Regions from separate parts of the Mus musculus genome. Here regions 2, 3 and 4 are each linked to region 1. A link is a contact called in public Hi-C data. All regions are on one chromosome and are shown on one strand. The core of a region is the stretch at or near the end of the contact, and the rest is flanking DNA. Distances in the headings are between cores, read along the strand shown.

What was found. A called contact is a pair of places that touch in the nucleus more often than the background predicts.
Region 2: a contact with region 1 is called in a Hi-C map of B cells, with 6 read pairs. The contact joins the promoter of BC024978 here to the promoter of Hif3a in region 1. A contact is called at or near these places in 1 of 39 promoter capture datasets (cranial neural crest) and 1 of 484 Hi-C or Micro-C datasets (B cells).
Region 3: a contact with region 1 is called in a Hi-C map of B cells, with 5 read pairs. The contact joins the promoter of Fxyd5 here to the promoter of Hif3a in region 1. A contact is called at or near these places in 2 of 39 promoter capture datasets (cranial neural crest and second pharyngeal arch cranial neural crest) and 1 of 484 Hi-C or Micro-C datasets (B cells).
Region 4: a Hi-C map of B cells shows a contact between it and region 1, with 5 read pairs. The contact joins the promoter of Rab4b here to the promoter of Hif3a in region 1. A contact is called at or near these places in 1 of 39 promoter capture datasets (cranial neural crest) and 1 of 484 Hi-C or Micro-C datasets (B cells).

What each region holds. Positions count from the first base shown.
Region 1 is chr7:17,058,071-17,065,413 of GRCm38.p6, forward strand. It overlaps Hif3a (hypoxia inducible factor 3, alpha subunit), which reads right to left and starts at 4,357. Exons shown (of 15, transcript NM_001162950.1): 1 at 4,286-4,357. The coding sequence starts at 4,311.
Region 2 is chr7:27,194,452-27,201,794 of GRCm38.p6, forward strand. BC024978 (cDNA sequence BC024978) reads left to right here and starts at 1,330. Exons shown (of 7, transcript NM_001243888.1): 1 at 1,330-1,656; 2 at 2,455-2,915; 3 at 6,103-6,171; 4 at 6,569-6,693. The coding sequence starts at 2,563. Snrpa (small nuclear ribonucleoprotein polypeptide A) reads right to left here and starts at 1,820. Exons shown (of 7, transcript NM_015782.3): 1 at 1,540-1,820; 2 at 993-1,105. The coding sequence starts at 1,083.
Region 3 is chr7:31,037,625-31,044,696 of GRCm38.p6, forward strand. Fxyd5 (FXYD domain-containing ion transport regulator 5) reads right to left here and starts at 4,707. Exons shown (of 9, transcript NM_008761.4): 1 at 4,466-4,707; 2 at 3,773-3,833; 3 at 2,559-2,633; 4 at 1,414-1,470; 5 at 197-304. The coding sequence starts at 3,833. Fxyd7 (FXYD domain-containing ion transport regulator 7) reads right to left here. Exons shown (of 6, transcript NM_022007.1): 5 at 6,947-6,987; 6 at 4,891-5,280. The coding sequence ends at 5,258. All of the region lies in intron 2 of Gm38984 (a long non-coding RNA gene), which reads left to right. It overlaps Mir7050 (microRNA 7050), which reads right to left and starts at 2,693; the gene lies at 2,634-2,693.
Region 4 is chr7:27,175,467-27,181,952 of GRCm38.p6, forward strand. It overlaps Rab4b (RAB4B, member RAS oncogene family), which reads right to left and starts at 3,417. Exons shown (of 8, transcript NM_029391.2): 1 at 3,261-3,417; 2 at 692-772; 3 at 313-427. The coding sequence starts at 3,276. It overlaps Mia (melanoma inhibitory activity), which reads right to left and starts at 5,683. Exons shown (of 4, transcript NM_019394.3): 1 at 5,456-5,683; 2 at 5,234-5,367; 3 at 4,703-4,813; 4 at 4,275-4,368. The coding sequence starts at 5,579. The coding sequence ends at 4,345. It overlaps Mir3101 (microRNA 3101), which reads right to left and starts at 627; the gene lies at 540-627.

The DNA of each region.
Region 1 (7,343 bases), core at 3,107-5,606:
GGGATAGGAAGGAGGCTGCTCCTTTCTTAAACGACTTCAATTCGGGGCGCAGAGGCCACTTCTGGGGGTTGGAGGACTACAATGTTTTAGTCTGGGTGCGGGGGTGGGGTGGAGGAGCCATTAGTGCAAGGCGGTGAGAGGCCCGGAAGGGGGCAGGCTGGCCTAGTTGGTATTGGAGGAGCCAAGGGGGCGCCCCTATGAACTCCCTCTTGGCTGGTGGGGGCAGGGGCCTCAGTCCTGCCTGCCCAGAGGACATTCCGTCCTGTACTGTACTGTTCCAGCCCTGTTTGTCTTCCTGCCCAGAGGGTGGGGGTAGGCGGGCCTCACTGAGCTGGGGGCCCTGGGACAGAGGGAACTGGGAGAGAGAAGGGGAATGGGGTGGGGGTGGGGCCGGCGCCCCACCTCCCAAGCAGCTGAGCTCTGTAATCCTACTCTCCGCGGCCAGGGTGGCAGGGTTTCTTCCTCCATAGAAGGAGCCAGCTGGTGGCTGTAGAGGGACTCTCCTTCCCCTCTCAGCCTGTTCTCCGGATGTTCTGACGGGAAGTACGGGCCTCTCACTGCCTTTCTGGTCCTGCTCTGAAACAGAGTGGGGGCTGCCTCTTCTGGGTCAGGGTTCCAGTTCAGACACCACTACTGCAGTTGCTCATTAGCTGAGTGACTTTGGGCAGGTTGCTTAACCTCCCTGGGCACAGTAATAGCCTCCAGCTCCTCAGAGGGTGTTTTTTTGTTTGTTTGTTTGTCTGTTTGCTTAGGTTTGGGGCTGTATGAGATGAGGCTGGGAGACAAGTATACCCCAAACTCATGATCCTCCTGCCTCAGCCCCTTCCCTGAGTGCTGGGCTCACAGGACTACATCACCATGATGGATTCCTCCAGTGGACCGATGATTAAATGAGTTAATATATGCCAGAGGCTTAGGAAGTGAGGCTTGGCAATTGGCCAGGGTCAGTAACAAAAGAGACTGAAGAGTCTGAGTCTCTTGTACCCTGGGTGCGATTATTTGCATACAGTTAGTCATGCATGCACGTGTCTGTGTGTGTGTGTGTGTGTGTGTGTGTGTGTGTGATTATGAGTGTGTAATCACATACCCAGCTTTTACACCAACATCTCAAAGGAATGAAATAACCGTGATGGTGTGCTACACACTTAGAAACTAGAGACCCCCCATCCCCACCTTTACAGCAACCACATGGACCAGAAGTGATCATCTCCCTTTTGAGAAGGTAGGAACAGGGCCAAGCTTGACCACTTGAGTTCGATTCCCAGAACCCACACGGTGGATTAGAGAACTGAACGCTGACCTTCACACACTCTCAAAGGCAAACAAACACCTCTTCCCTATACACACGGGTACAGAAATAAATAAAGTCATATATATATTTTTAAAGACAGAAACAGGGCCTGAGATGCATGCAGTTCAGCAGGAGGAGCATTTGCCTAGCGGAACTACATGCACAGGATGTGGTACCTGCCTGCAAATCTATCACTAAGGGGGTGGGAGCAGAGGGAGCCTGAATTCATGGTCATCCTGGAATGTGATGAGTTCGAGGTTAGTCTGTCTTAGACAGAGGCTGAGGCCCAGAGCAATGACAGGGCTAGCCTGGGTGGCTCAGGAGGTAATCTCATGGCCATTCCAGTCTACCTTGCTCAGTTGTCTCTCAGGGAAGCTTCATACCCACCATGCACCCACCATTACCTTCCTGCTTTGGAAGCCACCTCAGATGGGTGACAGAAATTGCCGAGGCTCCCAAGAGCAGGGTCTGTTGATTTCAGGCACCTCATTGTGTGTGTGTATGTGTGTGTGTGTGTGTGTGTGTGTGTGTGTGTGTGTGTATGTGGTGGGGGAGAGATCTGTTTCCTCACTGGGAGAGTTCTGACTCCCATTATCCAAGACTGGAAGCTGGTGCTCTGGGAGGGAAATCCCTGGGCCAGGGAGTGGAAGCTTGGGGGTTTGAACCCTGACTTTAGAGCCTGTGTTCTAAAATGTTATTCTTCAAGAAGGTGTGCCCACCACCCCAGGGACTCCTGTCTGTTCCTTTCTGCCTGGTGGCCTTAAGTCCTTTCCTCCTGTCCCAGCACCGCTGCGGATCTCCCTAGCTGGCCCAGCTCTGGGCCAACCCCTTGGCAGTGTGCCCAGCCTGGGACGTGCGCCTGGAACCTTGCCACCTTCACTCCGTGTTCTAACTGAGAACAGAGGGTGGGGCCTAGGGGCCCAGGGTGAGGCCTGGGAAGGGGGACTTGGGGCCCAGTGGTGTCTTAGCCAAGAGAGAAAAGACCCCATCTCTTTCTCACCCCGAACAGCTCAGGGAATTAAGACATTAAGAATTTTCACATTCTGAGCTTCTCTCTGACTCTTAGCTGGGTACTGGGGGGTGGAGGGGCTTGCCAAAACTGTAGAGGGTTTGAGGTGCACTGGGGGCTTAGCTTTACATCTGACCCCTTTGATATTGCTTGGAGGTGACCTGAGAGGCCAGGGGACAAGGTTTGGGTTGGAGAAAGGACTTAAGGTAGGGGTCAGTGGGGAGTCTCTCTGACCTTGATCCAACTTGTTCTCATGTCATTCGGTGGGGTGTCTAGCCATCTGTCCTGTTTTTCCCGGAAACCCTGCTCTCAGGTGGGTATTCAGGGCAGTGTGCTCATTCTTGATCTCCTATGAATACTCCCCACAAAGAGTAAGATGGCTTGGAGACGGAAGCTAGAAGAAAGAAAGGGGCACACGGCGCCAGAGGTAACCACTCACCCTCACCCAAGCCCCCTCTGATGCCAACTGTCATCCTGGGGGTGCAGGAGGGGCCCGGAGCTCAGCTGTGAGGCGGGTGCAAGTTGGATGTGCGGCCGCGTGGGATGACACCACAGGAAAGGGCTGGCCTTGGGTGCTAACGGGAGGAGGAGTGGGGGGGGGGGAGCGATGACACCCTAGTTAAGTTAGGAGAGGGCCCTCACACAACCATAAAGGGGCGCTGTCACGAGCGGCACCAGGGATGGCCTAGAAGGGGTGGGGACTGAGTTCCCGGGTGGGCTCAGGGCCAGAAGTTGGAATAGATGGGCCAGACAGGGCCAGAAAAAGGGCGAGCCTGGGTGGGTTGAGGTAGGGGGTAAAAACTGGGTGTAGAGAAAAACCAATCAGATCTCGGAAGCCAGGGAGGAGGGACAGGGGTGAGGCTTGAGGGATGCCCCAATTTAGACAGGGAATACCAAGAGTCTAGGAAATTTTTCTGGGGTCTCCCGTGGCAACCTGGCGAAATGGGCTCCACTGGCTATGGTCCCAAAGCCTCTGCACCTGTTGCAAGGTGAACACAGAACCCGCTTCTTCCTAGGATAACCCCAGCTGTGTCCAGCCACAGGAGGGCGCTGCCTTCCCTTGATTAGCCAGGGCATCTTTCGGAAGGATGTCTCTCAAATAGGGTTTGGGTGGGGCCCTCCTCCCTCAATTACAGACTGGGTCCAGGCAGATGAAATTGACACAGAACCAGATCGCAGGAAGTGGCTCAGATTTGTTCTGTTGGTACTGAAAAGGAGCGACCCTACTTATTTAATGCTGTTTTTTGAGACAAGAAAATGTAGACCAAAGCTGGTCTGGAACTTGCCATGTAGGCCAGGCTGGCTTTGAAAGCATCAATCTCCTATAGCTTTCCAAGTGCTGGGTTTACAGGCATGAATCTCCTTCCCCAGCTATCATTCCACTCTTTGAAAGGCAAAAAGACCTTGGTTAGGTCCCACACAGCCTCTAATGAGGACCTCCCTATCCCCATGTCATTTTAGAGCATTTTGAAGCTTGGGAGACTGTTAGAAAGGGCATGGTAAAATTAACCTCTCTCCTGGAATTCAGAAATAGTGTCTTTCAGGGACTCCCTAGAAACTCCAGTTTGGGGATCCCTTATTAACACCACAAGAGCTAGACTGCCAAGGAAGACTCCTTTCAGGGATTTGGAGGAAAAGACTTTTTTGGAAGAAGTCTTCCTTGCTCAAACGCGACCACCTCCAATCCATAAGGAACTTGGAGTTTCACCCCCAGCCAGATGGAGGATTGAACCCGATGTATCTGGAAATTGCAGCTCATAACCCCAAAGCAGTTCCAGGGGAGGGGGGCGGGACAGCTGGAGCTCTGGGGGTAAATCCCTGATACCCTGAAAACCTCTAAGGTGGAGGGTGCATCGGGATGTGTCCCCAATCGGGCGCCTCACAGTGTCCTCAACTTGAGCCACACCCCAGAGATGAGGGGTTCCCTTAAAGCTCCGTCAAAGAGAGCCCCCAGACCCCACCATCCTATCCCCGAAGCCCTGTACCTCACGCGCTGCAGCCCCAACGCCATGGCTCGCCCTTCGCGGTTCCAGAGCCCTCGATGCCCAGCGTCCCCCTCCCCTGCCTGTGTGAGCCCCCTCCCCAGCTCCACCTCTGCCACTCCATTGGCTGGTCTTTGCCCAGCCCGCGGCTCTGATTGGAAGGTGGGCTTGTTGCTCCCGAGAAGGAGGAGGGACTAAAGGAGAAGACTTGGAACTTCAAGGGGTTGGGGAATCCGATGTAATGCACACCCCCAGCCACGCCCCTGCCCCAGACTTCCTTGGCAGTCCGGAGCCCGCCGGGCGTGATTTCCCTCCAGTCTCTGAACTTCCATATGTACACTTCTGAACCATCTGATTCACTGTTCTCTGTGTCCCAGTTCCTGTCGCAGTCTCTGCCTTCACTCCCACCTTTCCCAACCCCCTCTCCTTTCTCCCGCTCTGTCCTTTTCTTGACGTACCAAGTCCCCACTTCTCTCCACCCCGAACTCTACTTCACCTGTATTTCATAACCCCTTTCTTTGCCATACCCCATGTCCCTCCACTGTGTGGCCCCACTGTGGACCCCGCCTCCCAGAATCTTCCTTGTCCACCCGTCTCCACCCCATCCTGACCCGTGGCCTCTCTTAACTCCCTGTGCAGGTTCCTGCGGATGAATAATTAAGCTTCTGTCAAGTAAATATGCTTTAGCTTCATCACACCCACTTGTAAAGGGAACAGAGAACCGATGAGAGATACGTGCGCAGTGACATGGACAGGTGGAAGACGGTACAGCTGGGTAAGGAAGAGGAAGGAAGTTCCTGTGTAGGCTGGAGAGGGCGTGGACACTAAGGACAGGGGTGAAGGAGCAGTGTTCCTTCCGTATGCAGGTTTGGGTACACTCTACACTGCGGCAGAAATGGATTTATTGTTTTTGAGTTATTGGGCAAGCTCCATCTTAGGACTTTCACACATAACTGCGCACTCTCTTTAGAGTGCTCTTCTCGGCTAGACGGTTGGCTCCAGGTTTAAGGCCCTTGCTGCCAACCCTGAAGACCAGTGTTCAATCCCCAGGCCCTCCCCCCTCCCCCCACATCGTGGAAGGCAAGGTCTTTGATTTATCTGCGCGCACGCGCGCACACACACACACACACACACACACACACACACATACACACACCACACGTAAAATGTAATAAAAAACTTAAAAAAATTCTCCTCTAAAAATCCACATGGCTCCCCACCTCAACTCAGGAAAATAGTAAGCTGTCTCCTCCCATTGCCTTCTCTTCTCCATCTTCCTTCTCCTCTTCTTTCTCCTTCCTCTTTCTTCCTCCTCTTCTCCATTTTATTTTCAGATGGGGTCTCATGTAACCCCGTCAAGACTGGCCAGCAAGAGCTGGCCTTGAACTTCTATCCTCCTGCCTTCACCTTCCAAGTGGATTACAGGTGTGTACCATTATGCCCAGCTCCCATGCCATTTAGTTTCAGTTGATTTTATTTGAATAAATCTGACTATATCCATGCTATCAGCAACTCCAGGGAAGAAGGCAAAATCCAGACAGAGCCAATCACTGTAGGACTTCCTTGGCCACAGTGATTACCAGTTTTGGGAAGATATATGAACCAAACTAGTATAGTGAAGATTAACTCTGAGGACTTTGCTGTAACTGTCAGGAGAGAGGGTTTATTTATTTCTTATTGTTTTATTGTGTTTATAGCACAGAGGATTGAATTTGGGACAAACTCAACCAGAACCATACATATCCCCAGCTCTTCACTGTGATATTGAGATTCTAGGCAGGGGCTCTACCACTGAGCCACGCCCCCAGCCCCTCACTGGGGGATTCTAGGCAGGGGCTCTACCACTGAGCCACGCCCCCAGCCCCTCACTGGGGGATTCTAGACAGGGGCTCTACCACTGAGCCACACCCCCAGCCCCTCACTGGGGGATTCTAGGCAGGGGCTCTACCACTGAGCCACGCCCCCAGCCCCTCACTGGGGGATTCTAGACAGGGGCTCTACCACTGAGCCACACCCCCAGCCCCTCACTGGGGGATTCTAGGCAGGGGCTCTACCACTGAGCCACGCCCCCAGCCCCTCACTGGGGGATTCTAGGCAGATGCTCTACCACTGAGCCACGCCCCAGCCCTTCACTGGGGCATTCTAGGCAGGGGCTCTGCCACTGAGCCACACCCTAACCCCTCACTGGGGGATTCTAAGCAGGAGACAGGGGCACTACCACCAAGTCTGAGCTCCATTGTTCTTTTTAGCAATCTGGCTCGCAAAGCAACTACCCTACGCGTGTATTATATTTCACAATAATAAAAAAATGACTTGACAGTAATTGTCATTGAGGAGCGCTGAGTTAACTGGAGGTCACAACTGAAAGCAGAGAGCTGAAATCCTCAAAATAGAATGTGCAGGTCTGTGAGGGGTGCTCTGGGGCATGTTCAGTGATCCTCCCACCCTCATTGCTCTCCAAAGCTGTTTTTATAACACTAGTAAGATGCTCTTGCCTCACTCTTCTCCCCCTGTACACTGACAGTTTCCATGGTCACGGATATGTGATAGGAAACTTGCTCTGATGTTATATTTTATTATTATAAATGTAATTTTAAAAGAATTCCACACAATGGATTGGTGTCAAACTGATTCCTTTTCAGTTTTTCTTTTCTTTTGATTTCTTTGTTTCTTTTCTTTTTTTGATTTTTGAGATAGGATTTCTCTGTGTAGCCCTGGCTGTCCTGGAACTCACTCTGTAGACCAGGCTGGCCTTGAACTCAGAGATCCACCTGCCTCTGCCTCCCGAGTGCTGGGATTGAAGGCGTGCGCCACCACCACTCAGCTCCCCTTTAAGTTCTCTTATTCCCTTCTTGCTCTTGCTGACTCCTATCCCTTTCCCAATGAGTCCCCTTCCTGCTTTCATGTCTTTTGGGGGTTGTTTGGGGGAAAGTCTTGTGCAGGTAGCCATGGTTGCTGAGTGTCCGTGATTGCAATGACCTCGTAAAATGCTCCAGAAACCAACATTTTGGGGGTTTCTTCCCTATCTTCTGGTTCTTACAACCTTTCCATCACCTCCTTT
Region 2 (7,343 bases), core at 80-2,579, about 10 Mb after region 1:
TTTTTTTTTTTTGCCTGCAGAAGCCAGAGGAGGATGTCGTATCCCCTGGAACTGGAGACACACACAGTTACGAACCTCCCTGGAGGCAAGGAATCAAAACCAGATCCTCTGTTAGATCAGGCAGCATTCTTTAACCACAGAGCTCTCTCCAGGCCATGCTGATTTTCTTAGTTGCTGAGATTTGAACCCAGATCCTTACTCCTGCTAGGCAAGACTAACACTAGCTACATTCCTCAAACCTTTTGGACACTGGGTCTTGCTATGTCGCCTCAGCTGGTCTGGAACTCAAGCTCCTCCTGCCTCAGTCTCCTGAGTACTGGGATTACAGCCCTGTACCTCCACACCCTAAAAGAAACCGTTTGTCTTTGGTTTCTTTTTTATCTGCTTTGGCCATGTTGTCCCAAATGGTTTCAAACTTTCACTCTTCCTGAAGAACAGAATTACAGCCTCTGCCAACCAGCCCAGTCTAAGAATCTGCTTAAGCAGAACCCCACATTTCTGTCTCATTTTTCTTGCTATTTGATCCCAGGCAAGTTATGCCACCCAAATTCCAACTACTTAATCTGAGAGGCTTGTGAGAATTAAAGACAGTCAAGACTTAGAACGCGGCACAATCACCCACATCACAAAGCCATCCATTGCCCATCCCTCCTGTGTGTCATCTGCATTGTAGTCAATCACTGAGGCCACCACCCAGAGGTCAGTGGACAGAGACAGTCTCATGAAAGCAGACTGATGGCAAGAACGATCCTGGAAGGCTTCAAAGGAAGAAGGGACCTATGAGCTAAAACCTGGAAGATCACTAACAATGCGCAGATTAAAGGGCAGAGTGTAAAACCTAGGGTGAAACCAAGGAACCAGTAGGTACAAAGGCCAAAGTTAACTCCTAACAGACAGAATGGGGAAGGCTGAAAAAGAAATGTGGATGCTAGAGGTGAAAAGGGGTCAACTCTTGTGATATCACCTTGAGTCAGGCTACCCCAAGAACTCACCATCCTTCTTGATCTTCTCATTGAGATTGTTGATATAAATAGTGTGGTTGGCACGGGTCTCGGGAACTGGCATGGTGGCTATGGTGGCCATGGTGTGAGATGTTCAGGTACGGCTTAAAGAGGAGGAAAAAGCGACTTTAGCCCTAAGTTTCCCAAATTCTTTGTTCCAAAGGGCTGATGCTCAGGGATCGCCCTTCCAAGAGGAAGTCGAGTAAGACCGGAATTGGAAGAGGATGTCACAGCTTAGCAACAAAGCCAGCACAGGCCCCCGCTTCTCCAACCCGCGTGCTAAGGGAGAGCTAGAGAGGTTAACTACGAATCCCAGAATGCTCTACGAGTCCCGGCAGGCGGAGCACACCGAGCGGCGCTTCCCATTAGTCCACGTGCGCGAAAGGCGTCCCGGGAGGAAAAAAGACCCCGGATGTCGGAGCCAGTTAAGAAAGTAGGGGCCGACTTGGAACATCCTAGTCTCTCAAAGAGAGGCCTCCCGAAGTGCTCCACCCGCCTCCCCGGCGCCGAGCAGCGTCTACAACCCGCGGGAACCCACCACCTGAGCCGTCGCTCCCGCCGACAACGCCCGCCGAGCTACGCTGCACAGACACACAACTATCTTCCCCGGCAACGGCTTCTCCCTTCCGCGAGCTAATCACGGCGGGCAAACTCGGTAAGTTCAGAGTCTCTCCCCCGGCCTCAGCGTCTGCCAAAGGAACACTTGGGGTCCCGCCCCCTGGACGCGAGGGAACGGACCAATCAAAGAAGGGCACGAGCTTCTGGCCAATTGGGACATGGTTAGAGCTCTGGTGCATTCTAAGACTGCCTTTCGGAAGCCACACCTCTTCCCCTTCCGCCAGTATCACGTGACCTTCAAGAGCGTTGTGCTGGTTGCGAGTTCTATCACGTGGGATGGGAAAGGACAGGTGGAGGCTGGCCGGGTGACGTCATTTCCTCCTGGGGAGGCGCTTGTGCAGATTCCTAAGTTCCTAAATTGATAGGTTTATACCAACTTAGTTGGCCTTTGATCGCTGAGTTGCTGCGACTCTCATACTTCCCCGCTAAGCCCATGACCCGCCCACCATTAGGCTGTTTTCTCACCCACGTGCCTTTTTTGTAACCTCTTAACCCTAGCTCGTAAAGTCAAGGTTTCAAACTCAGGCCCGCAATGCAAAAAGTAGGCAAGTCACATCCTTTAGACACCTCACAACAGATCTGAACCTCCGAATAACAGAAGTGACCAAAACTAGCTTAGCTACAGCAGATGAGATGACACCTACAAAATGTCCCTTCTAATGTAGCCCCAGCCCCATAGCACAGACCACCCTTCGGGATCCTTCAGCATTTGATTTAGCCCAGTTTCTCTTTCCACTGTTTCAAATACTAGCCCAGGTTCTCCCAGAACAACTGGCCAGACACCATATTCTGCTATCAACTCCAGTTTTAATTTTTTTTTTTTTTTTTTTTACAGATCTCAATGTGCAGGCCTGAATATCTCTCATCCAGTTCCTTTAAAAACTGAAAATCTCCATCCTTGGGAGATTTGGGGAGAGCCTCTTATTCTTCCTGTAGACCCCAAATGACTTCTCCATGCTCTTTCCCCCTAAAACCCACAATCTCTCCAATAATTCATGAGACCCCAGACACCAACATTCCACCTCCTTTACCTCTAAATCCCCCGGACCTAGCTTTACCATCCCCTCCTTGTAGTCTCCATACATCTATTTCATCCCCACTGCCGCCCCCTCCCCCCCCTCCTGCTCCTCCCCCTCCCCCTCCCCCTCCCCCTCTACCCTCTGCTGTGGAGCCTGTTCTCCCTCATGTCTATGGCCTGAAGAACAGCCAGCTCCTGAAGGAGGCCTTAGAGAAGGCTGGCCCAGCCCCCAAAGGCAAAGAGGATGTGAAGAGGCTCCTGAAGCTGCACAAGGACCGGTAGGGTCTCCAGCCCCCAAAACCAGCCCAGATCTCAGACAATCACCTGATTACAAGTCACCACAGCCACCCTGCTCTTTGCGGTCCCACTTCCTTGATCTCAAACAGCCAGATGCCTTAAGTACCCTACTTAGTTAGCTTCCAGCAATAGAGAGAACAGCTTCTGCTCGGGCCTGGCTTTGACACAGAAGCCAGTGGTTCTGTGCCTCCAGACAGTGACTCCAGAGTAGCCAGAGTTGTGATAATGGAGCCCAAGGACAGATCTCAGTGTTGGCTTCTAGAATCGAAGCAGCTACAAATGCTAGTGAGCACGTTATGCAGGCCAGTGCCATGAAAGCAGACAGTACCGAGCAGATCTACAGTAAAGACTTTTTAAAGAACTGGCAAAGTGGAGCTGGAAACACAGGGTCAGCAGCAGCGGACGTGGAGTTGGATGGAGGGATTTGGACTGTCCTGAGGTCTGGTGAGCCAGGGAATGACTTCGCTGAGAGAGGAAAGCTACTTTAGAGAATGAAGGTCATGAATCGAGTCCAAGGTCTCAGGAAGAGAGTAGTGCACACAGGGACACGCACAATAAGGGAAGAGACTAGAAAAGAGACCACAGGCCCTTGTCCAGATTGATAAAGAAACTCCTAGTTCCTGACATAGTGGCAACATGCCTGTAATCCCAGAGCTCAGGAAGCCAAGCAGGAGATGAGGGAAGGCCAGCCTGAGCTACATAGTGAGACCCTGACTAGGAAGGAAGGAAGGAAGGAAGGAAGGAAGGAAGGAAGGAAGGAAGGAAGGAAGGAAAGAGGCTCTTACGCTCTCTAACCACATTTGTAAGGTACACACACCAAGTACTCCAGCCACCATCATCAAAATTAAATGCAGAAAACCTGTCACACCACAAAAGTAGTTTGTGTTAGACACTACTCTGAAGGAGTTGTTCACTTTGCTTTATTTTTTGGTCTGTTTTTGTTTTGTTTTGTTTGTTTGTTTGTTTGTTTGTTTGAGAAAGGACCCATGTAGCCCAGGCTGACCTCAAACTTGCTATGTAGCTGAGAATACCTTGTTCTTTCTTCCTCCACATCAGATTATAGGTATACACTGCCAGCACTAGAAATGGTGGTATGAAACAGAGTCTCTCTGTGTAGCTCAAGCTGGCCTGAAACTTGTGGCAGTCTTGCTTCTGCTTCCAAAGTGCTGATACTTCAGGCATGAATCACTGTGGTTGGCTGACTTTTTAGATATTTGTTGTTCTCAGCAACTTCCTAGGAGAGGAACTGCTACTTTCCTGCTGAGGAAGTCCTGGATGAGAAATCTAGGACTCTTAGAAGGATAGAAAGATGACCCTAGTTAGAAGCTCTTGCTGCTCTTACAGAGAATATGAATTGGGTCCCCAGCAACCACATAATGTGGCTTAAAGCCATAGCACCAGCTCTGAAGGATCCAGCATGTCTGGCCTCCGTGGGTCCCAATGACGAAAGCTGAAGGTCCCGCTCAGCCACTTTACAAAGGGACAGGTCTCCATTTGAACTCCAGGTGCCTCTAAGCACCCTGCTGTGGTCTGGAGTTCTCTTAAACTGAGAACCTGGAGCTTTGTGTATCCATCACGTGCGCGAGCATCCCCATCACCACCCCTGGCTTGCCTTCTCACCGTCCTTGGAATAGACAAAACAGGCATGTGGCCTGAGGGACCCGTGTTGAGGCTTGGTCTGTTGCTATGTATTGTAATGCTGAATTCTGTACAAAGGCCAATGAGTGAATTCTCAAATTTAGCAGTTCTTGTTGTGCAAACCTTGCTCCCTAATTTAAAACTGTTGAGATTTTTGCGAGACAGGGTTTCTCTGTGTAGCCCTGGCTGTCCTGGAACTCACTTTGTAGACCAGGCTGGCCTCAAACTCAGAAATCCGCCTGCCTCTGCCTCCCAAGTGCTGGGATTAAAGGCGTGCGCCACCACGCCCGGCTTGCCTGTCTCTATGTATACTGGAGAATAAAGATGCCTGCGGCCTATAACAGGGCAGAAGAGAGATAGATGAGGTTTTGGTTCCCAGGCTTGGGGTCCGAGGCAGGAACCATAAGGAGGAAGAAGATGGTGGAGAGAGGAGAAGACGCCTTAGCGTAGGTGAATCATGAAAACATGGCCATGAGGGCTGGTCAGTTTGAGTTAAGAGCTGCCCTGATGGGACATGGTAAGATATACCTCAGGGTTATTGATATGGAAGTAGACATTAATAGCTAAGAAGGTGGCTGTCTGCGCGGCTCTAGTGCTGATTAAGGCTTACTATTAATATAAAAGTTCTGTGTCTTTTATCTGGGAACTGAATGATCTAAGGTGGGGTAGATAAATAATTGCTACAACAGACTGAGGTCACTGAGACCATGTGGCTGCCTCAGTAGGCCTACTCAGATTCATTAAGGTGATCTCTTGGGCCTTAAGTATATTCCCACCTGGATTACTCAGGCTGAGTTAAAGCTATTTATTGTGTGTCTGGATGTGGGCGTGTGTGTGCGTGTGTGTGTGTGTGTGTGTGTGTGTGTGTGTGTGTGTGTGTGTGTCTCCTTCCAACATGTGGGCCTGAGGAGCTGAACTCAGGTTGTCAGGTTTAGCAGCAGCAGGCACTTTTATCCACTGAGCCATTAAGCCGTTACCCATTATATCTGATGGGGAGAGTAACCAGGAAGCACACCTTTAATCTCCAAACTGGGGAAACTAAGGCAGAAAAGTTGCCACTGGTTGGATGCTAGCCTAGGCTACATTTGGGGAAAATGTCTACCAAATAAAAAAGGAGGAGAAGGAGGGGGAGGGGGTGGGGGAAAGAGGAAGGGGAAGAAGAGAGAGAGAGAGAGAGAGAGAGAAGAAAGAAAGAAAAAGAAAACAAAACATTTGAGTATAAAACCTGCCACCTTCTAGATATTTCTTCAGAGAAATCGCTATGACTCCTGGGTGTATAGGTTCTTTGTCTGCTCTTTGTCTTTCGAGACCTGACAGGAGCTGCAGGAAACATCCAAAATGGTGATTTCCCACACACACACCAGAGGAGGAAACTGAGGCTTGCAGAGGCGATGTGGGGGGTACAGCCTCAACAGGGGAGAATGAAGTGAGCTACCCAGACAGGAGTAGCCCTGAGTTAGGACAGCTCAGTCTCCAGGGGGTGGTCTCAGAGCTGTTCCCTTGTGACTTACCCTGGTTGCTCTCCCTCAGGTTTCGAAGTGACCTGCAGTGGATCCTCTTTTGTGCTGACCTGCCATCATGCATCCAGGAAGGCCCTCAGTAAGAACCCTTCGCTTGGATTCGAGAGGGCCCTCCCACAGGCCAAGCTGCACTGTGGGACACGTACCCCCACGCTGTAGGCATCCTGGGAGGGGAGAAAAATATCTGCAGGGTATTTTCCACATCAGGATCTCTCTCCCTCTCTCCCTCTCTCCCTCTCCCCCTCTCCCCCTCTCCCCCTCTCCCCCTCTCCCTCCGTGTGTGTGTGTGTGTGTGTGTGTGTGTGTGTGTGTGTGTGTGTGTATCCATTTTGTGTTCCCCAGGTTCCTAGGTTTAACTCCCACCTACCAGCCTCTTCTCCCCACCTGGCATGGGAGGGGAGGCAAGTCATACTTTGCCCCTCTTCTGGGGATCAGTAAATACAAAGGACATGCTACAGACTGGGCTATCTCCCCAGGTGTGGACTGGTGGCCTTGTGGATGGCAGAAGCTCTTCTGTCAACACCTGACAGCGTCTCTCTGGAAAGACTAGTGCAGGTGGCCAAGGAGAGAGGCTACACCGCACAGGGAGAAATGTTCTCAGGTGGGTTGGCTGGGAAATCCCTCAAGCCCTAAGTTCCATTGGTTCTTCTCTAGGGGGACAAAAGAGGCCAGCTGAGGCACTCAAGGTGGGTGAGGAGGTCTCATTGCCATGTCCTGGCCTACCCCTTACTGTAGTAGACTACAGATGTTACCAGGACACGTCAATCCAGACTGCCTGAGTCCTAAACTCGGCTCTCTCACCATCTCTACAGTTTGTTGTGTGTCAGACCCGGACATAGCAGTAGGGAACCTGGCCTTCAGCTTCTCCCAGCATCCCTCAGTTCCTACCTAAACTTTCCAGCCCAGTGGCTGGACTTCTTTTCCCCAGAGGCTCTTCTCTATATAATGTAGACATTTTGGTCTTTCTTTCTTTCTTTCTCTCTCTCTCTCCTCTCTCTCCTCTCTCCCCTCTCTCTCCTCTCTCTCCTCTCTCCTTTCTCTCCTTTCTCCTCTCTCTCCTCTCTCCTCTCTCTCCTCTCTCCTTTCTCTCCTTTCTCTCCTCTCTCCTTTCTCTCCTCTCTCCTCTCTCTCCTCTCTCCTCTCTCTTCCCTCTCCCCTCTCTTCTCTCTCTCTCTCTCTCCCCCCTTCCCCCTCCCCCTTCCCCCTTCTCCCTTCCCCTCTGGCTCTTTCTGCCTGGCCACTTCCCTGGCC
Region 3 (7,072 bases), core at 3,457-5,956, about 14 Mb after region 1:
TCTCAAAGAATCACTGACTTTAACCCAGAATCCTCCAAACATCTACACACACACACACACACACACACACACACACACACACACACACACACAGAGGGGGAGGGGGAGGGGAGGGAGAGGGGGAGAGGGAGAGAGAGAGAGAGAGAGAGAGAGAGAACAAACAGAGGAAATTAAACACTGCCAGCTGGGGCTCTACCTTTCTTGCTGCTTGTATGTGGCCCTGGATCTGACACTGGATTCGAGGTGGCCATTTTTGTCAGTTGCTGGGTCTCGGTTTGGGCTGCTGTCTGGCTTCCTGTGGCTTCTGCTTTGGTGGAAGGAAAGGAGGGGAGGGTGAGCACTGAGGGGAAGAGATGTGCTCAGCTCCCCAGACCTGCCTGCCAGGGCTCCCTCCACATGGGGGTATTCCAGGCTGAAATACCAGGTGACACCTTGCTGGGATGGAGTAGGGACTCTCTTTGAACAGTCCAGGAGAATTAAATGTGCGCCCACTACCAGTCTTCACCTGGTAGTTTTAAAAACAAAACAAAACGAGATAAAATTGGGTCTCTTCAGGCTGATCTTAAGCTTTTAATCCTCTTGCCAGAGCCTCCTTGTGCTGGCATAAAACAACTTTTATGTTATCTGGGATTGAACTCAGAATCTTGTACATGATAAGCCCAGTACCACTGAGCCACACCCCAGCTCCTCACTGGGGGATTCTAGGCAGGGGCTCTACCACTGAGCCACACCCCAGCCCCTCACTGGAGGATTCTAGGCAGGGGCGCTACCACTGAGCCACGCCCCCAGCCCCTCACTGGAGGATTCTAGGCAGGGGCTGTACCACTGAGCCACGCCCCCAGCCCCTCACTGGAGGATTCTAGGCAGGGGCTGTACCACTGAGCCACGCCCCCAGCCCCTCACTGGAGGATTCTAGGTAGGGGCTCTACCACTGAGCCATGCCTTCAGCATCACTAATCATTAACTGAAGAAATTACAAGAAGTACTCTAAATTATATTATACTCCAAGAAAAAGTATAATTATTATTTAGAAAAAAAAAATCTAAAGAGATCCAGACCTGAACAGAAGCTATGGCTGAGCACTCACCGGAAGTGTTTATAAACATCTAGTGCTCAACTTTTAAAAATGGGTCAATGAAAAAGAGATTTTTGTTTTTAAGTCAATGGGATTGGGTGTAGATAGACACAGGCAGCACATTCTGCAATGCCAACACTCCAGAGGCTGAGGCAGAAGGATTGCCCTGAGTTTTAGGCTACCCTGGGCTACAAAATAGTAATGTCTGGACAAAATAAGTAAGGGATAGAGTGCAGCTGGCAAGGGTCTAGAGCTGGGGTGTGCTGGAGGGAGTGAGGACCAGCAGCTGTCAGGGGTAAGGATGCAAGTGTGGGTTCTGCCCCTCCCCCTCCACTCACCTTCTCTGGTCCAGATGAGAGGGGTGGTCTGGACTCCTGGGCTGGTTTGATCTGGATCTGGGGTAAAAACAGGGTCAGAGAGAGAAGTGAGAAGGGAGCAGCAGAGAGTTTCCCTAGGTGAAGACTGGAGAGTTTCCATAGCAACTCGATGTTTTTCTTAACTGCCTATACAGTGTGCAAGGTGGGCAGAGGCACTCACTCTGCGGTGTCTTTCCTGAAGAGCCACCTGCCCTCCCTTCTTTGAGACAGGCTCTCTCATCTTCTTTGGACTCACCAAGTACGCTAAGCTGACAAGCCCTGGAGATCCACCTGCCTCTGTCTCCCCACCTTGGGGTTTACAACCACATGCCATTATGGCGGGCCTTATATAACAGCTCTGGGGATTGAACTGGGGTCCTCATGGTTGAACATGGTCCATGTTGAGGCCATGAGAGGAATTCAGGTTCCTTGATAAGCACTCATGTAGGATGCCTGGATCTCCCTTGCCTCCACACCCATTAGCAGGACTCAGACGCCTTCCCTGGAAAAAAGGTGTTTGACTCAGTTTCCCAAACCTCCCTGACCACAAACCACTATTGCCTGCTCTAATCAGGACTCCTGGGCCAGGCATGGAGGGGTGCCTGTCAGCCCAGCACTCAGTGGCTGGGTCCTGGTTGGAGACTCCTCCTCCTCCTCTGACATCAAACAGGGCAACTGATGGCAGAGCAAGATGGAGCTTTAGCTGGCTGGGATGACTGAACCCCACATAGAACAACTGGAAGCAAGAGTTGGTACTAGGTTCCTCGTAGTAGCTTTTAAGCACCTAGATCAAGCCATTATTGAATCTTTATCCCTATTTTTTTTTCCTCCCAGTTACACAAATGTAAATTTCCCTCTTTGGTCTAAGCATGGTGGTGGTGTTGTCCACGGTGAGAATTTCATTGATCACTTTCCTTTCCTTTTCTCTCTTTTCTTTTAAAAGATTTACTTATTTTATGCATGGGAATGAGCACATTGTAGCTATCTTCAGACACATCAGAAGAGGGCATCAGATCTCATTGCAGATGGTTGGGTGGTTGCTGGGAATTGAATTCAGGACCTCTAGAAAAGCAGTCAGTGCTCTTAACCACTGAGCCATCTCTCCAGCCCTCGATCACTTTTCTTACCTGGGACATTGTCACGAGTAGTCGCAGAAGTCTGGTCCGCTGTAAAAATGGATGTGGGCTTTTTTGGTGTCTGCCCTGGGGAGATAAAGGCTGAGAGTTCAGGAGGGAGTCTCTCACCCCCTTCTCCTGTCTTCTGTCCCACCTCGCCAGACCCACTGAAGACCCAGGGGAATCAGCTTTAACTGGGTCACTCTACAGTCTTGAGTGTGACTGAAGTCTTCCTATTGCCGCAGGACCTTTGCACACCCTTGCAGGACAGCCTCATTGAGAGTGCAGGTGTTTGGGGTAAACCAGGGCCTTGGAGCACATTCCACTCCCGACCACTTCCTCCTCGCTCCGTGACCTGAGCCACTCATTTGCCTCATCTGAAAAGCACGAGCTAGTAAAGGAGCAGGGCTCTCTGCCCCATAGACAGACAGCTAAGGAGGGAACGGGCTTGCTCCTCATGCTTCATGGGCTAGACCCTGTCTCCTCCCCCCCCCCCCCGAGATGCCTAGCAGCCTTTGCAGCCAGAAGTCACCCGTGAACACCCATGCCAGGACAGACAGACCCTGCAGGCTCAGAGCCCACAATTTTTACCTGGTCCCACATCTTCTTATCGATTTCACCCCAACCCAGTCTTCTACTGACTCTCAGATTCATTGGGCTTATCAGCAGCTCCTTCTTCTTCTTGTGCCCCACCCCGCCTTGTGTGCTCACTGAACAACAGTTCTCTCCATCCACAAAATGGGCATGGCGAGGCACAGAACAGAACTAACTGCCCACCCACCTGGGCACTTTTACAAGTACTTTCCAGGCCAGAGTGAGGGTCTCTGAGCCCCAGCTTGGACCCCTTTGCCCAACTGTATTCTCAGAAAACCCATCAGTTCTGCTTTGCCTGGAGCCTGGGGTTTCCTGGCGGCCGAGTAGAAAACTGACACCAATCTCCCAGCCAAGTCAAACTCAGCAAGTTCTTCTCAGAGGTGAAAGGGAGGATGCTCAGCAGGACAGGCTCCAGTCAGACCCTCTGGATCACCCGAGCTCAAAAGTGTCCAAAGAGGGTGCTACCCAGAGCCTGCCTCGCCAATCCCACTTCCTGGTGCTCGCTCACTCGGTGGGGGTTGGCGAGGGAGTAGAGTGAGAAGATGGTACCCAGTATTTGAGCTTTGCAATCACCCATCTAGCTGCCTCCTGGAGCTGGATTGGGGCGAGGGGTGGTGGTGGTGGTGTCTTACCTCTGCTGGGCAGAATCAGGGCGACAATAGTGAGGAGACACAGGCGACTGGACAGTGACATCTGTGGGACAAGCTGAGGCAAAGGTAAGGCATAGCCCCTCCGCACCCTCCCACCCCCTCGCAGCCTCTTTGGAGCAGGCGTCTGGTCTCAAGGACCCTCTGGTATCTGCCTTTGGGGAGAGATTTTTTTTTCCGTCTCAGGCCACCATCCCCTTCTTCCAGGAGCTGATCCCCAAAGAAAGCCAGAAGCATCAGGCGAGCCTGGCTTCCTGACACCCCTGAGGCAAAGATGCCGCTCCCTCCTCCTAAAGCTGGAACTGATCCTCCCGACCCATGGTTCCTGAGTGGAGGAAGCCAGTGGCCCGCTGTGTCTGCTCCCTCGAGGGCAGGAGCCCAGAGCAGCGGGGCCAGGAGGGGAACAGGAAGGGTGACTAACGCAGGGCTGCTCTCAAAGGAAAAAGTGAGCTGGTGTCCGGCTGCCCTGCAGGCACCACCGCGCCCAGCACCCGTGATGGGCAGATCATAGAGGGACCTGTCTGCCCGCAATGGAGGCGCTCTAGGGAGACTGAGGCAGAAAAGGTGCCCACAGAGTGAATACGAGGCAGAGAGGCATCGAGATCCTTCTCTTCTCCTCCCAAGCAGCTTCCCACCTGCGTGTGTGGCCCAGAGCAATAGAGCAAAAGAGGGACTTACATCTGAGCCGGAGATCTCCAGACTGAAGTGTCAGAGTACCGCGTGGGAGCTGCCTCAGGGTGGAGGGTGTGGCCACGGGCGGGCGCGGACGCAGGCAGGCGGGGACCAGAGCGTCCCAGTCATTTCCTCTCTCGTTTCCAGGCCCCACAGGCAGGGGTGGGAGCTGGGGAGGAGGAGGATGGTGGGGGACTGAAGGCGGTGGCCTCCACTCGAGGATCTGAGGGACGCAGATGGGGGCAAGGTGCAGAGAAGGGAAGACCCTTGGGTGAGGTGTGGAAGGAAGGATGTAATGAGAGGGAGGAGACCCTGGAGGGAGGAGGAGGAGGAAGAGAAGGAGGGGGGAGTGGGGAGGGGGGAAAAGGACAATCAACTCAGCCTCCCACCCAGTCCTCTGGTGCCCACAGACGACAATACACAGACAGAACGGGGGGAAAAAACGAATGCACATTTATTAAGCTCAAGATGTGGACCCTGAGGGGAAGCTGGGAAGGTCCTGGAGAAGGAGACCAGGAGATGCAGGAGGGAGGGACACTAGGATCCCAGGGGACTGGGGATGGACTCCTGGATCCCAGGAGCTGGAGGCCTGAGTCTCTGGGTCTAGGGTACAAATAGGATCGTTGTTGCCAAGGCCTGGGGAGGGAGAGCGGGGTGCATTGGCTCCGGCCTTGGGGTGGGTCTGGCGGCTGATTGGGGGCACACTCCCTGGCGCCAGGCTGGGTCCCCACCGCCTTCTCTGGGTCCTCTGGTTCCTGCACTCTGGCCAGGGACAGCAGTGGAAATCTGCAGAGGATCCTACACACCGCCACCTCCAGGGGCTAGGAACAGAAGAGAACTCAAGTTACTGACCTAAGGAGGGAAAGAATCAGAGTCCAAGGATGGCTGCCCTTTAGCTCTTGGGGGATCCTCATGTCTTCCTGACTCCTGATATCTGGTCACTGCAGGGAAATCTTCATAGCTACTGTCTGCCCCATCTCAAGCAATGGAGAAAGGGAATCCAGCTGTGGTGGACACCCAAGGCTGACCTGAGTGTTTTGGGAGGCTTAAAGTCTCCTTGGAAGAGCCCCCACCTCATGCTATACTCCAGGCTTCTTTTCTACATATGCTCCAGACAACCTAGGCATCTAGCAGGTGTCCTCCAGGACAGGCTACCTTTGTTCTTCTGCCCAGCTAAGGCTGGACCAAACACCTCCTTCCATCCTGCTCCAGCACCACAGAGAGATACCCGTGATGTTCTTAAATCTCATTAAGAATATATGAAACATGATGTAGTTTTCTCATGAAGTCTCCCCCATTTATACTTAGTTCTTTAAGCACTACTCGTTGTCATAAGTTTATTTTTTTTCTCCCATTGAGACAGGGTTACTCTGTGTAGCCTTGGCTGTCATGGGACTCTCTGTAGACCTGCCTGCCTCTGTCTCCTACTAGGACTAAAGGCATGCACAGCTCCCACCTGGCTGTCATAAGATTTTAATGGGAAGCCACCTCAATAGTTCACACCTGTAACCCCAGCACTTGGGAGGCTGAGGCAGGAGGATGACTCTGAGTGTAAGCTTGGCCTGGGCCACACAGTGAGTTCTTGCACAGCCAGAACTACAGTAAGACACTGTAAAAGGAAGAGAGTTTTTACTCCCCAAAAGTCCTTAGAAAGGAAACAACTCTAAAATTTAAACAAGTCTCCCATGGATGCCCCTCGAAACTTTCCTCCTTCTCACTCCATCTTATCGTCTTCCTGTCTCCATGCGCTGACCCTCCCTTCTGTCTTCTGCACCAGTTTCCTCCTCCCCGCACTTCCTTCCAGACAGAACCCTTTCTTCTGCTTGTTTTTGAGACACAGTCTTGTGTGTAGGCCAGGCTGCTCTCAGATGCTCTCTATAGCTAGGACTGACCTCGAAGTCCTGGTTCTCCTGTTTCCACCTCCAGTGTGCTGAGATTATGGGCAGGCAGTTTAGGTATTTCTGAGGACTAGACCTGGGGCCTCGAGCATCCTCCCCAGCAGCATCCTCCCCCGCCCCCCTTTTAGGACAGGGTCTCACTATGTATCCTGGCTGGTATGGGATTCACAGAGATTCACCCTTTCTCCATCCCCTCTCACTCCAACCCTCCTGTGGTGGGATTAGAGGTATGTACCACCATTCCTTGCCCACCTCACTCCCATCTTTAAATGTGTATTCCATGCTTCTGATTGTCTTTATTCAGCAGCCTGCGCTCTGCCCTCCCTCTCCCTTCTCTCCCCTGCTCTGCCCTTCCCTGTGTGGGTTTCTCAGGTGCTAGCCTCTTCCAACTTCTCAGACTTCCCCAGCCACACCCCACCAAGCTTTCCGAGGCTTGCATTTCTTTAGGACCTTCTTGAGATATTTCTGGAACTCTCCCTCTGTGACCCCAACCTCCGAGGGACCTGGAATCCAACCCCCAGACTGCCTCCACCCACGTAGCCCTCTAAGGATCCTGCTACTTCTAAGTGTCCCCCAGAACCATGCTCACCTGAGGAGGGCAGTTCCGACTTACAGGATTTGCATGTTGGGCTGTATAGGGAGAGAAGAGGAAGCTTAACAGGCTTCAGGGGATGCTCCCGAGCCCTAGGTTAGGGGTCTCCATCCCAGGACCCCA
Region 4 (6,486 bases), core at 2,167-4,666, about 10 Mb after region 1:
ATCTTGAGGGATGCGTACAGTTACTGTGAATGTAGGCCTTGTCACATGCCTGTCTTCTCCTTCACCCTCTCTCTGTCTCTGGGTTCTCCATACCTCACATAATCTCAATCTACACATAACTTAATTAAAAGCTGCTGATATGCTGAGACTAGATTCTCCAGGAGCTGAATATGCCCACCCCCTCCCCTGCCCCACCCCCCATCTGCCTGCCCTGCTCAGCATCTCTTTGCTCTTACTTCATCATTACCTTCTTACTACACACCTTTCTTCCCCTTCCTCCCTCTCCCCTCCTTGGGAACCCAGGCTACCTACCGAAACCGCTCCTGGCCAGCAGTGTCCCAAATCTGTAGTTTCACAGTCTTCCCCCCAACGTTGACCACCCTGGATCCAAACTCCACGCCGATAGTGTGGTTGGAGTCCTGTTTGACTGAGAGTAGGAGGGAAACGGGGTGGGGGGGCAGTGCAGGGGCTCCTGGAATCCCCCCCATCCTGCAGACCTCTTCCTCCTTTTCTGTACCCCAATTCTCACTGCTGGGTTGGCAGAGAACTTAGCAAAGACCATCCACCAAAGCTAGAGGCAAGCCTATAGTACTAGCTTTAGTCAATGGTACCTGCTACCTACCCCACCTGCTGCCCCACTGACCCACACCATGACCACATCCGCAGTTCCAGGGTCCTGCCAGAAACTCACACTTATTCTCAATAAACTGGTGGAGAAGACATGATTTGCCAGTTCCAGCACTGCCAATCACCAGGAATTTGAAGAGGAAGTCTGAGCAGATGGTGCCGAAGATATCCAGAGGGAGAGAAAGACAAAGGGAATAAGAGAAGAAACAGAAAGTCAGAAGGAAAAGTATACACAAAAGTATAAATACAAAAAAGTATACTTTTGGGCTGGTGAGATGGCTCAGCAAGTAAGAGCACTAACTGTTCTTCCAGAGGTCCTGAGTTCAAATCCCAGCAACCACATGGTGGCTCACAACCATCTGTAATGAGATCTGATGCCCTCTTCTGGTGTGTCTGAAGACAGCTAGAGTGTACTTATGTATAATAATAAAAAAGTATACTTTTACACAAAAGTATAAATACAGCATGCATTTAAAAAAAGAAAAGAAAGAAAGAAAAGAAAACAGGAAAACTTAAAAAAAGAAAAAAATCCAGAAGTCTGCAGGGCTGTTGATAGAACTTGGGAAATCCTGCATGCTAGCCAACCTAGCCCAAGATGATTTTTTTTTTTTTTTTTTTTTTTTTTTTGAGACAGGGTTTCTCTGTATAGCCCTGGCTGTCCTGGAACTCACTTTGTAGACTAGGCTGGCCTGAAACTCAAAGATTCCCCTGCCTCTTCTGCCCTCCTGGGCGCTGGGATTAAAGGTGTGCACCACTACTGGGCTCAAGAGGACTCTTTTTTCTTTTTTCATTATTATTACTGATATTCGAAACAAAGCTTCACTATGTATTCCAGACTAACCTCGCTGTCCTCAAACTCCAAGCACTCCTCCTACCTCAGCCTCTAAAAGACTGTGCTGCCATCCTCTACTTTCTTCCTTCCTTCCTGTCTGTCTGTCTGTCTGTCTGTCTTTTTCCTACTCAGGGACTCACTATCTGGTCTTGAACTGCAATCCTGCTGCCCCAGCCTACCCACTGCTGTCTGTCTGTCTGTCTGTCTTTTTCCTACTCAGGGACTCACTATCTGGTCTTGAACTGCAATCCTGCTGCCCCAGCCTACCCACTGCTGGAAGTGCCAGCACACTGCACTTTTCTTTCTTTCTCTTTTTCTTATTTTAAGAGTATTACTTTGGCCAGGCAGTGGTGGCGCACGCCTTTAATCCCAGCACTTGGGAGGCAGAGGCAGGTGGATTTCTGAGTTCGAGGTCAGCCTGGTCTACAGAGTGAATTCCAAGACAGCCAGGACTGCACAGAGAAACCCTGTCTTAAAAAAAAAAAGAAAGAAAGAAAGAAAGAAAAGAAAAAGAGTATTACTCTGTAGTCCAGGCTGACCTCTAACTTGAAGCAGTCTTCCTGCCTCGGTTTCCCAAATGAGAGGGTTATAGCACACAAAATTATTTTTATATAGTGTTTACCATATACATGCCCATCACAGTCCTAAAGACTCATTTAATCATAAATAAAGCTCTAAAGATAAAATTATACAGCTCAAGAGATGGCTCAGCAGTTGAGAGCAATGACTGCTCTTCCAGAGGTCCTGAATTCAATTCCCAGCAACCTCATGGTGGCTTACAACCATCTATAATGGGATCCAATGCCCTCTTCTGGTGGCTCTGAATACGGCTACAATGTACTCATATACATTAAATAAATATTTAAAAAGGAAAGAAGGAAGTATACTAAGGACTTCTACTTTCCAGACTAGGAAAATGAGGCCAGAGAGGTTAACTGACGAAAGCAAGACTACACAGCTAGGCACAGCTAAGCTACAAACCCAAACTAAAGGTCTCCACAATGCAAGACCTTACCTGATGCATTTCAAAAGCCATTTCAACAAGAATTAAATCTGACCTCCATTCCTCTTCACTTCACCTCCTACCCCCTCTCACTCATTCACTCTGTCAAGGCCTCTGACGTTGGGCCTATGTCCTAAACTGGTTACCTCCTCTGGTAAGTGTGCACCAGATTCTGTGGCTTTTCTATGAGTGTTCAATGAATGGAGCTGTCTCTGATTGTCGTCAGAGATTTCTACTGCCTTCCAACCTACCTCTACCCACCTGACACTGTACATCCATACTGATTGCCTAACTCTGAACCTTGTCTCCCCATCCTCTGTCCAGAACCCCTGGCCTCTATCCTTAAACTTATGCCGCATTTCTTGACGCTAAGTTTCAAATCTATAACTCAAGAACATCACTCCAGCCCTCTCAAACCAGATCAGCCCACAGAGTGTGCAGGGTGCACAGCATCTGTGAGGCTCTCTCTGTAGTCCATAAAACCTGACCCTTGCTGGTCACCGTCAGCCCCGCCCTATCCACTCATGCTCCGCCCAGGAAGGCTTGCTTCCCTCTTCAAGGCCTACCCCCTACCCTAATCTACCAAGACTAGGTCCCTTAAATCCCGCCCTAGATCTTTTTAACCCGTACAGCGGCCTCTTCAAGCTCCACCCAAATCGATTAGCTCAGCCCCAGACCCACTTAGCCCTGCCCCGTATCCGGGCAGACCCCGCCCACCTGACCAGAAAGCCCCGCCCCACTTCCACATCCACATCCACTACGGGCCCAGCCCCCCCTGCTTCGGCCCATCAGCCTCACCGTAGGTCTCGGCCATGGCTCAGTGGCGACCGCTGAGGGCCGCAATATGGCGCCGCAGCCGCGCCTGTTCCTCGGCTGGCAGCCGCTCCACTCGGGCTGCAGCCTCAGCTCCTTTCCACTTCTGGACCCGGCGCCGCCACTTCCGCCTTCACCGCCCCCCCCCCTCCCGCGCGAGCCTCCGGAGCTGCGGATACCAGGCCACGCTCGCCCAACGCAGTGATTGGTGGATTCAGGAGGCAGTGGGCGGGATAAGCGGCGCGGATTGGTGGCATGAGAGGGGCCGAGTCAAAAGGGGCGTGACATAGAAGAGCGATTGGTGGAGCAAGTGGGAGAGGGCGGAGGCAGAGATGCTGCCCTAGCGGTGGAACGGATTTGGTCAAATATCGGGGAGCAGAGACTAGACTCCGTATTGGTTATACGTAGGCACGGGGCGGGGACAAGAATGCCAAGAAGGAGCAAGGGCAGGATGGACAGAGTTGGAAGAATGGATCTCAGGCTGCTGAGTGTAATTTCTAACCCCATAGACCGGAAAGAGGAAAGCTGAGGACACGCGCACATTTATCCCTATCTACAAGAAAAACCTCTGTTGGTCGGGCTCTGGGGTCGCGCATGCTTTCAACCCCAGTACTCAGGAAGCAGAGGCAGATGTATCGCTGAGTTCAAGGCCAACCTGGTCTACATAGTGAGTTTCAGAACAGTCAGGGCCTACATAGAGAAACCCTCAAAACAAAGACAAAACAAAAAAACTGTACGTTCTATGCGCTTCTCGGGATCTATTGGCTCATACCAATGATTCAACTCCCTTTAAAAGAGAGGAAAGCGTACATATATTGTACTGTTTACCCCCTTGCTTGGGGGTCCCAAACCTTACCTTGGAGCAAAGGGCTTGCAAAGTGAAATTCTGCCTAGTAGCCACTGACGTTACAACATTCAGGGCATTAATTGGCTATATTCAGAAACCCGTGAAACATTCTTTGCACATACCCACCCAACCCCAAAAACCAAAGAGACAAATAGTTTGCCATTGGCTGCTGTATTTGCATAGAGCCGGAAGGGTAACTGCAGGGATAGCGGTAGGCTGAGCTCACTGGCAGTAGAAATCCCATTGCTGAAAAAGAGTAGATAGAAAACCAACCAGTGATGACATTGCAATGCGCCTAGTGGTTCTAACAAAGTTATAGCTGCAAGGACTAGGTTTGATCACCCAGAAATGAACACATTAGCTTCCAGTACTGCACCCTCTGCCATTTCCCAATTAGAGATCACTCAGCACTGGGCAGGGCCTGTAAACTCAGCAGCCCTCAGGAGGCTGAAACTGGAGGCTAGTGATTTTGAGGCCAGCTTGGGTACATACCAACAACAAAAATAATTACTTCTCATAAACAGGTAAGCAAATAAAGGAACTATCATCCTACTCCCACCTCCACCCCCAAGACACTCACATCGGTCTTCATATCAATTTTGCCAGGTTTCAGAGTCAGGTCCTCCCGGACAATGCTACTGGGGAAATAGCCCAGGCGGGCTGCCAGGTCTCCATAGTAACCTCCCTGAACCTGGAGAAGAAGTTAAAAGTCCATCTGGGGAAACGGCACTTATGCTTGCTGAACGCCTGTGTACAATCTTCCCTCTTACTTGAATCTCAGCTTAAATGCCATTTGCTCATGGATAGAATGTTGCCACTACAACTAATCCTCACAATGTCATGTTTGCTGCCACTTTTGATGGCTTGCTGGTTGCCTGCCTCTACCCCTTTGTTCACTGTTGTATCCCGGGTATGAAAAAGAGCTTTGGCGCTAAGCTTCTCTGTAATTTCTAAAGAAAAAAAAAAAAAATGCAATAAGTAATAAAATGTCCTTCCTTCCCCCAAATCTCGTTTTCCCCTCCCCCCAAATCTTCCCTTCATATGGAAAACAAGGCTTTACAAACCCAAACAAACCCCACACCCTTCCCATTATCACTCTCTGAAGACTCACACTGCCTCCCCAGAAAAGGCGCCCACGGCCCTTCAACTTGGAGAAGACATACACCACTTGGCCCCTATATATAGTCAAGAAGCGGCAATCAGGGGCCACGTAGTCCTGGAGGGCCACAGCCATGGAGATAGGATCTGGGGAGGGAGAAGGAAATGACAGCAACTGCAAAACAGACTAGCAGTCCAAGCCTTCAGCCCCCTTCCCTTGTTCCCTGACTCTTACGGCTGCATTCCTCGTCCGCACACAGCTTCCAGTCAGCCAGCTTGGGCATAGCTCGATCAGCCCTGCTAGGCCCTGAAAAAACAGACAAGACGACGATGCCAAGGAGCACTGGGGACCACACCATCATGGACTGAGAATGACCAAGTGAAGAACGAGGTCTCTGGGCTCCTCCTGCCCTCCTTCCAGGCTGAATATCAAGGAAACCTGTGTTCTCGATCCTGTCTCCGCCCCAAACCAAATTTCACCCTCACCCACTCCCCAAGGTTGTTCTCCAGCCAGTACCATTTTAGAGAGAGGGTAAGGGCTATGGGCCAAAGAAAATGCCTACTCGAGCCCAAAGCAATTCAGGCAATTCCAAGTAGCGATCACCCCCTGGATAACTAGAGACGCAGATAGGCAGGCTGGACTATCTGATTCCACCTTCAAGTCGTTTTAGGTACCTGGACCCTCCAGAGACCAAGCTAGAGGAGCCAGTATAGAAAACCACCCTGGAATTTCCTGTGCTGAGGTCTGAGAACAAGGCAGTTCTTTGATTAGCAGCCACAGCCAGGGTTCCCAGGTACTGAGCAAACACTCAACGTCTGGCCTCAGGCTAGGCACTGTCCCACCTGGCTCACTGTGCACATTCACAGGCTACTTCCTCACTAGAAGCTAAGCTATTCTAGCTTATGAGCTTCAACCCACTCATCTATAAAGAAAGCAATGAAAGCAAACAACTGCTGCATGTATGTCTGAGTACTGCATGTGTGCCTGGTATTTTTAAAGGCCAGAAGAGGGTCTTGAGTCTTCTGGAACTGGAGCTACAGAGCTAGGTGCTAGGAATCAAACCTGGGTCATCTGGAAGACCCACTCGTGCTCTGCTCTTAACCGCTGAGCCATCTTTCCAGCCCACTCTTTTTTCTTGAGACACCGATCTACTACTGCACAGCCCTGGCTGGCCTGGAACTCCCTATAAAGACCAGACTGGCCTCAAACTCTTAAGAGATCAACCTGCCTCTGCCTTTCCAAACGTGGGTAAGGCATGCACCAGC